2 separate regions of the Gasterosteus aculeatus genome follow, and region 1 is linked to region 2. The links are chromatin contacts, called in public Hi-C maps. All regions are on one chromosome and are shown on one strand. Each heading gives the region's core, a stretch centred on a gene start, on an enhancer-like site or on the middle of the called end of the contact. The rest is flanking DNA. Distances are from core to core; before and after follow the strand shown. Region 1 has its middle 17 kb from the start of runx1. Region 2 holds the start of donson (DNA replication fork stabilization factor DONSON).

Region 1 (3,666 bases), core at 979-3,478, 68 kb before region 2:
CTTCACACTGCACACGTCACTTTCACTTGTCACTTTCTGTTCGCTGGTGCACTTTATTTTCAATTTTTAAATATTTTCAACTTTTAACTTTTTGCTTTTATTCTTTTATTTTAAACTAACCCATAGCCTTATATTACTAACCCATAGCACTATATTTTATTTTATCCTTCTTGCATTGCTGTCCAACCGCCAAGTCAAATTCCTTGTATGTCTAACATATTATGGCAATAAATATTTCCTGATTCCTGATAAAAATGCATAAATATGTTCATGTGTGCAGAGGAATGTATTGGTGAGTTGTTCTTCATTTGTGATTCAAATTTGTTTGTAAATCCATCTGTGCGAATTTGTCAATCAAATATATTTTTGAATTGTTCAGTACGCATTTGTGATCTGACCCCACACTTTTTGAGGACCACTCACCGAATGGTTCGAATACATTTCGCTCATTAAGAAATAACTCCTTCATTATTACAGCGTAAGAGTGCAAATAACTGTAGAAAAACCCTCCTGTTTTCTGCAGTTTGTAGATATTGAGCCCTCGGTGCCTCCTCTAGCACCATCATCTGGTGGACTTCAGTCGTAAAACAAACCCTCTCAACCCCAAATGATGTTCCTGCAGAGGCACATAAAACACTGGATCCCACTAGTACATTCAATCTGGATGGGAGCGTTACAGTGGTTACTAAAATGTCATGGGTTGTTTTTGGTTGCCCATGACAGGTGGAAAGTGTTTTTTAACAATGTCTCCTAAACGCTCTTCGAGACACAACGACTATGACCTGTAAAGTCTGCTCAAACATAAGAACATCTCCCACTTGAAACATGTGTTGCTCGTTTGTTGGAATCAGATGTTCTGATGTGAGATGGATGCAAACACATGATTGAGAGACATGAAGAGTGGGCTGGAGAGGAGGAGGAGCAAGAGCCAGACTAATCAGAACAATGATCTCTGATGAGGTTCAACCGAGCAGGTTCTCAGTGCTTGACAGGCCGACACACTTCTGTCAGCTCCTCTTTCACCACAGTGTCCCATCCCCTTTTTTTCAGTCCTATTAGAGGTTTACAATAGTATTGCCGCTTTACATTTATGACATGAATAGTCTGTTCATGTGATGGTGGAAGACAACACTGAGTTTAATTTTGTATGAGATTCTCGCAAGGCTGCCCTTACTTTTCCAGATTCTCAGAGTTCTGAGAAAATTAGATATGCTTTCAGAAACAAAAATCTGTAAATGATTGAGAGGTACTGATTGGTGGGTGGAATTGTAGAGGCAATTATTACAATTAAGTAAGTAAATCTGTTATACAAGTAAAAATGTGAGAGGTGGAAAAGAAAGAATAATGGAAAAGGAAGGAAAAGAAGAGAACAACAACTGAAAAGATTTAGAGGGGGAGGGAATCAAGAAAAAAAAAAGGGTGGAGGGAGGGTGGTTAACTTACTCTGTTGCCTTGTCACCAGACACCCGAGTGGACTGCAGTAAACTGGACTTTAATTACAGCAGAGAAATGACACCGGATCCACTGAGACCAGGTCACATGAGCGAGAGGGAGGAGAGGAGAGGAAAAGAAAGCGAGCAGAGAGGAGAAGGTGAAAACAAAGGAGGAGGCAAAGATGTAGTGGTGACGAAAGGAGGGAAGAGAGAAGGAACAAACAAAAATGTAGTGAGGTGTGAAAACAGGGGAGGGAGCAGAAGGAGTGACAGGAGAGAATATCTGTAAGAAAGAAGATACAAAGACGCCAAAGGAGTGAGAAGAATGAGGAGCAGAGGGAGGATATTCAACTAAAATGTAACGAACATTTAGAAATGTGCTCGGTCTGGAAGATCATAATGTAAGCGGTTTGAGTGATCAAATAGAGCAGGGGTGTCAAACTCATTGCAGGTTCGGGTCGGATACTGCCGACTTCGATCGAAAGCGGGCCAGACCATAAAAGTCCTATGGAGGGGTGGCGCTGACGATCTGGAGCGCCGACGTTGCGACGGGGGGTGGCGGACCATCACGACAGCCGACCGGGGGGTGGCGCCGACGTCACGACGGGGGGGGGGGGGGGGACGTTACGACGGAGGGTGGCGGAACATTACGACGGCCGACGGATGGCGGGTGGCGCGGACGGCACGGCCGTCGGGGGGCTGCAAAATGAATCGATATTTAAAAAAAGACAGGGCCAGCCTCCCATCCCTCATCTCTCACACTAGCAAAGTCATCCGGCAAATTCCAAATAAATCCGGCGGGGCCGTCCACACACACCGGCTGCCCATCCAGTGCGGCCCGCCGCGCGTTTAACGCATGTGAAATAGAGGGATACACTAACAAAACAGTAAAACTGTACTGTAAATCTGTAAATCTACGGTGCATTTCTAACGGTATCTTACAGTATGTCATAATAACTGTAACATACAGTTACATTTCCATCCTTTGCTTGTAAATTAACGGCCAATATCACGAATTAATGTGTATGTGTAAAGGCATCAAATAAACTCCAACCACTATGACCGAAATGAGTTTGGTTGTCCTTCTTTAATTTGTGGGCAATTAAATGCAAAAGTATACAGTTATAAGTAAACGGTAACATTCTGGTATTTATAACACAAAAACAGTAATCATATGGTAACAAACTGTAATCCAATATACAACAACATACCGTATATTACGGTAGGGCACTGTAAATAAAACAAGTTACTAGCGTCGACTGCCAGTAAATTGCAGTTAATTCACAGTAAAATTGGTTCAAGTTTACGGTAACATACAGTAATCCATTTTACGGTAACATAATGTAAAAACCATTTCCGGTATTATACCATAAAATAACGGTAAATTCCTGGCTTCCTTCCTGCCTGTAAAATACCGTTAATTTACGGTGACATTTTTTAGAGTGTAGAGTTGTGCTCACATGCCCACAAAACGTTTTAAGAATTGGACAGCTTTTTAGAATATATATATATATATATATATTCTAATATATATATACCACTCTTTGAGCTCTAGTTTGTCCTGCCAGGATTTTAAACCTGGGCGTTGATGCAGTCAGGGTCTGTCCTAGTTACGTGGAGGTACTTATTGTGCCTCGTAATGGCGTTTCACATATAGGTCACTTTCAATAATTACCGGTGTTGGTGCACCTGCTGTTTCTTCTTCTCCCACATGATTCTCTTTCCTTTTAATGTAATTTCTTTCCACTTTACGTCATGTCCGTGAGTCAGACATGATTCTATTTGTAATCATTAATCTGCAAAAAATATAAAATTCATTTTAAAGAGAGGTTTTGGTATAACCTTGTAAGAAGGTGTACGAACTGCAATGGGGGCAAGAGTGAGTTGTTTGAATTAAACATAGTAGACTAAGCTCTGTCTGAAGAGAACCTTAGACACATCAAGGACCTTTAACCTCTGCTCTGGTCACATTCAATTCAGTTTGCATAGTGTGACACAAAGTGTAATAAAAAGTATAATATTGGCCTCAGTCTAATCTCTGATTATTACCAAAGTGGACTTTCATACATTCAAATATGTCCATCACCATCATGATGAAACCATACCAAGGTTTCACCTCATTTCTCCGTCTCTCTCCCTCACTATCATCCATCTCTATCTCTCTCGCCCTCCTCCTCTCTCCTTTTGTTTGTGTCCTTTGCCCACTGCGGTGGTCTCTGGTTTCCTTAATGGT
Region 2 (3,944 bases), core at 210-2,709:
GTGTATTGTGTGTGGAGATTGTGAATATCCAAGAGTAGTGCTGCCTGTGTTTGTAGTGATGAGACAGAGTCATTTAGCCCTGGGGGAGCAGAGACATCTAGTGGTCTCACTGCATTCTGCTTTCACCAAGTATGCGGCCCCAAAGCAGTTTCTGAGTTATTTTTCTCTAAAGGTTCTCACATTTATAAGAGATAATAATAACCTAATAACATAAGTTGTAGGTGGAGTAACGTTCAGGGGCTCATGGGGAGAAGGGCTTCAGCTGGGCTTTAGCAGATGCCTCAGAGGGTGTCTACCTTTAGCACGCTTCAAATAGAACAATGGGAAAGTGAGTTATTACCACTCCAATAACAGTTAAAGAAAACCAATAACAGCATTTCAGAACCCCTGTGCAATAATTGTTAGCCCTCAATTGAAAAGAGACTATTATAGCCCCAGTTCTCTCTTCTGCCCAACACATACGAGAATGGATTTCCAACAGCGGCCATCATTTGACGCCCGGCTGAGCTTCAGATAAGATTGATGACCTGCAGTAATGACAAACGAGGGGGAAATTAACAAGGGAGACAACATTTACATAATGTCCTATTAATCACTGTGAGAGGAGGTGGAGGTGACATTTATTTTTATATTATTTATGTTTCAAGTCTACTACTAAGCCATAAGTTCGGCGGCCAGTTATAAGTCTTTTAACCTAGTTTAAAGTTGGGGTAACAACTATAAAAAAAATAAAATGTAAAATAATAGAGATTTGGGTTATACATTGTGTGTTTGATGGGCGCACGGTGGTGTGGTGGTTAGCACTGTCGCCTCACAGCAAGAAGGTCCTGGGTTCGACTCCGCCCAGTGCCCTTTCTCTCCGGGTTCTCCAGCTTCCTCCCACAATCCAAAGACATGCTCTGGGGATCAGGTCGATTGGGGACTCTAAATTTCCCGTAGGTGTGTGAATTTGAGTGTGAATGGTTGTGTGTCTCTGTGTAGCCCTGCGATTGGCTGGGATAGACGCGACCCTGTGTGCAGGATAAGCGGTTTGACGATGGATGGATGGATGGATGGATGGATGGATGGATGCATTGTGTGTTTGATCCATTTGGATCCTCATCCTAATAATCATAATTACTGAAGGTGACAAGGAAAACAAAATTACTGTGAATTATAAAAATCTTGATAAAAGGCAAATTACAAATGATCAAGTTCAATAAAATATTTTTTCAGATGTTACAAAATAGTAATTAATAGTAATAATTAACAAGAACGTGATTTCCCCAGACATACCACTCATTTAAATTTTCAATTACAATTCAACGATGTGATTAATTGTCATTTTATTCTTCAATAACGCCACTTGCTGGGTGAAAATGACGTGTTTTATCTTGTGATATCACTTGGAAAGTGATAAGACACTTCTTCTAAAATTGTATTCCATTTTCCGTTTTCTTTTCTATGTAAGTAAACGCAACACGAGAGGGAGACTTCACGTCAGCAAGCTGCGCGGGAAGTTTGTACAGTGCGGAAAGGCGCAACAAAACAAGCGACAGCGGTTCCGCGCTTCTCAACTTAGTCCTTGATATTCGGCGGTTTTGGGGAAACTTTTTGTCCTCACCATGTCTCAACAGGAAGGCTATTCACCCAGTTTCAAGCGACCAGCTGAAATAATGCGAATGAGGAGGAAAAGAACTCGCAGCGACGCCAGTGTCTTCTCCAGCCCCAGCGCACCCGGACAAAGCGGCTCTCCGCGGGCGTGCGTCAGGCCCTTCTCCCCGGGACCGCTTTTCAACAACCAGAACCCCTCCGGACGAGGGACGAAGCGCAGGAACCCTTTCGCCAACATCGAGAATACCTTCAGCCCCAAGAAGAAGTTTCTCATTTACAACGACGACGGGAGTGGGGAAGCTGCGGACAGTTCAAGGCGAAGGAGCGAAGACGAGGGAGAGGAGGAGGAAAAGGAGGAGGACATGTCAGCGGCGAAGGAGCGCCACGCGGGGGCAACGGTGGCCTTCAGGGACCGGTTGGCCGAGGCGGAACTACAGGAGCACCAAGACATCAACAGCAAGGTGGCTTTATGGCAACGTTAATGGGTCCCGGATCAGTACAGAATCACTTCACTCTAATAGCAACTATTGAGTTATCAGGCCGGTTCAGGCCCTAAAAACACTGTCATAGAACCAGAAAACACCTTTAACATGATTAATGTTTGTGGGCCGTGAGGGAAAAATGCGGTATTTACAAATGATACTATTTATTTTCTTTAACAACCCATATTTTGATGATTTCTAGTTGATCTCACCGGCTTCACTTTGAATATGATGCAGCATGAAGTTTTCATATAACGCAGTTAAAGTCAGATTGATATGATTTTCTATATCACTGATGTGTGAATACTTTCTGTCATCTGCCTTTAGAAGTGTCTGACTTTCTCTGAGGACGACTCTCTCTTTGAAGAAGAAGAAGATGATGTCGGCAGCCTGCTGCTGAAGGTTTCATCCTCTCCATTTCCCTGAGTAGCAAAGCCGCTTGCATTCGACCTCTTCAAATACTTTGTATACAAATGTCTCCTCCCAGAGTCCGCAGGCCATTGCTCCGGCCTCCATAGCTCCCCCCGTGTGCACAGAGTATCCAGCGGACTGGAGCCTGAAGACCCGCCTCCTCTTCACCTCCCCGCTCACCCTGTCGTGGGCCGAGCAGCCCAAAGCCCAGGAGGAGGCTTCGGGGCTCAGTCGTCACTGCAGAGCTCAGTTCAGCACTCTGCCTCACAGCCTGCAGGTAGTCCGTCGTCCGCACGAGGCGTCGCAGAGAAAATCGTACGTGTTTTTGTGTCGCTGTAGCAGCACGTCTATGGAGAGATTTCTTCAACAGCCATTCAATGTGGTGCTTTGGCTCTCCGTGTTGGACTGTGCGAGCAGGGCATCCATCGGTCCAGGGGCGTGCCCTCCTACGCAAACACGTTTTACATTTAAAAGTTAAATCCATCAAAGTATACTAGGCTACTGAAGCGCTGTACTCCATTCTGTGTATGTTTTTAGTGCAAATATATCTCACATCTTGATATTAATATTGAAATTCTTTTACAATATTGCTGAAAGAATAATAATGCAATATAAAATGACCCTCCTAAAAACACCTGAGAGAGGGGAGCAGATGGGTATAGATTTTATTATAAGCGGCCACATTGTATAGATTTTGGGTTGATAGCTCACCACAGTGAGAGTTTTGTGTATGGAGTCGCATGGCTTTAAAATAACTTCATATTCTTTGCTTCTCCTCTATCGTGATTCCTAATAGTCCCATTGCAGTCTATCTGCTATTGAGGCTATAAGAGTAATCGCAGGGGAGGTACAGAATGGGTAGAGCCAGATATTCAACTTCAATCCAAAGCGATTTGAATTTTGCTTTTCCAAAGAGCTTGTATGCAAGCATACTACTTTTTGGGGGGGTACGCGTTAGAAATGCACTGATGTGAGTGATAATTAATAATAATCTTGTTAAACCAGTCTCCTAACTCTACTCATATACTACATAATAATACATATTAGTTATAAGTATAATGTAGCCTATATAAAAGGAGTTCAAATCGGCTCCATCTTTACAGCTGACAGGATGTAAACATGACACCCCTTCTGTATAAAACGGGGAAACACTGCTTAAAGCATTAGACGGAGGAGTACTTCTTCCTCCATGGTGTTCGAGTAAACAATTTAAACCATGAAAACATAATTGTTGTATGGAGATGACATGTGATGGTGCCACTCCCACCCGTGTCTCCTTGCAGGATCCCAGGTCTTGCTCTGAGCTCCGTCAGGCCTTCCAGCAGAGTCTGGTGTACTGGCAGCACCCCTCCCTGCCCTGGATCCCCCTGTTTCCCAGGATCAACGCGGAGAGAAGCTTCGCTGGGAGGAGTGCCCCGTGGGCACAAGACCGAGCCCTGCAGCAGAGTCTCATGAGTG

What was found. Hi-C and Micro-C count contacts between places; a contact is called where the count stands out from the background.
Region 1: a Hi-C map of blood and trunk muscle shows a contact between it and region 2, with 2.7 times the contacts expected there. The contact joins the enhancer-like site here to the promoter of donson in region 2. A contact is called at or near these places in 5 of 6 Hi-C or Micro-C datasets (blood and trunk muscle, skeletal muscle, tail fin and 1 more).

The regions. Positions count from the first base shown.
Region 1 is chr1:22,543,358-22,547,023 of fGasAcu3.hap1.1, reverse strand. No RefSeq gene overlaps it. Among protein-coding and RNA genes, the nearest start is that of runx1, 17 kb to the right of the region's middle. Within about 2 kb of position 2,228, at least 1 of the 9 cell types and tissues checked has open chromatin away from gene starts, as enhancers often do.
Region 2 is chr1:22,474,657-22,478,600 of fGasAcu3.hap1.1, reverse strand. It overlaps donson (DNA replication fork stabilization factor DONSON), which reads left to right and starts at 1,459. Exons shown (of 12, transcript XM_040191017.2): 1 at 1,459-2,054; 2 at 2,403-2,477; 3 at 2,563-2,763; 4 at 3,770-3,944. The coding sequence starts at 1,605.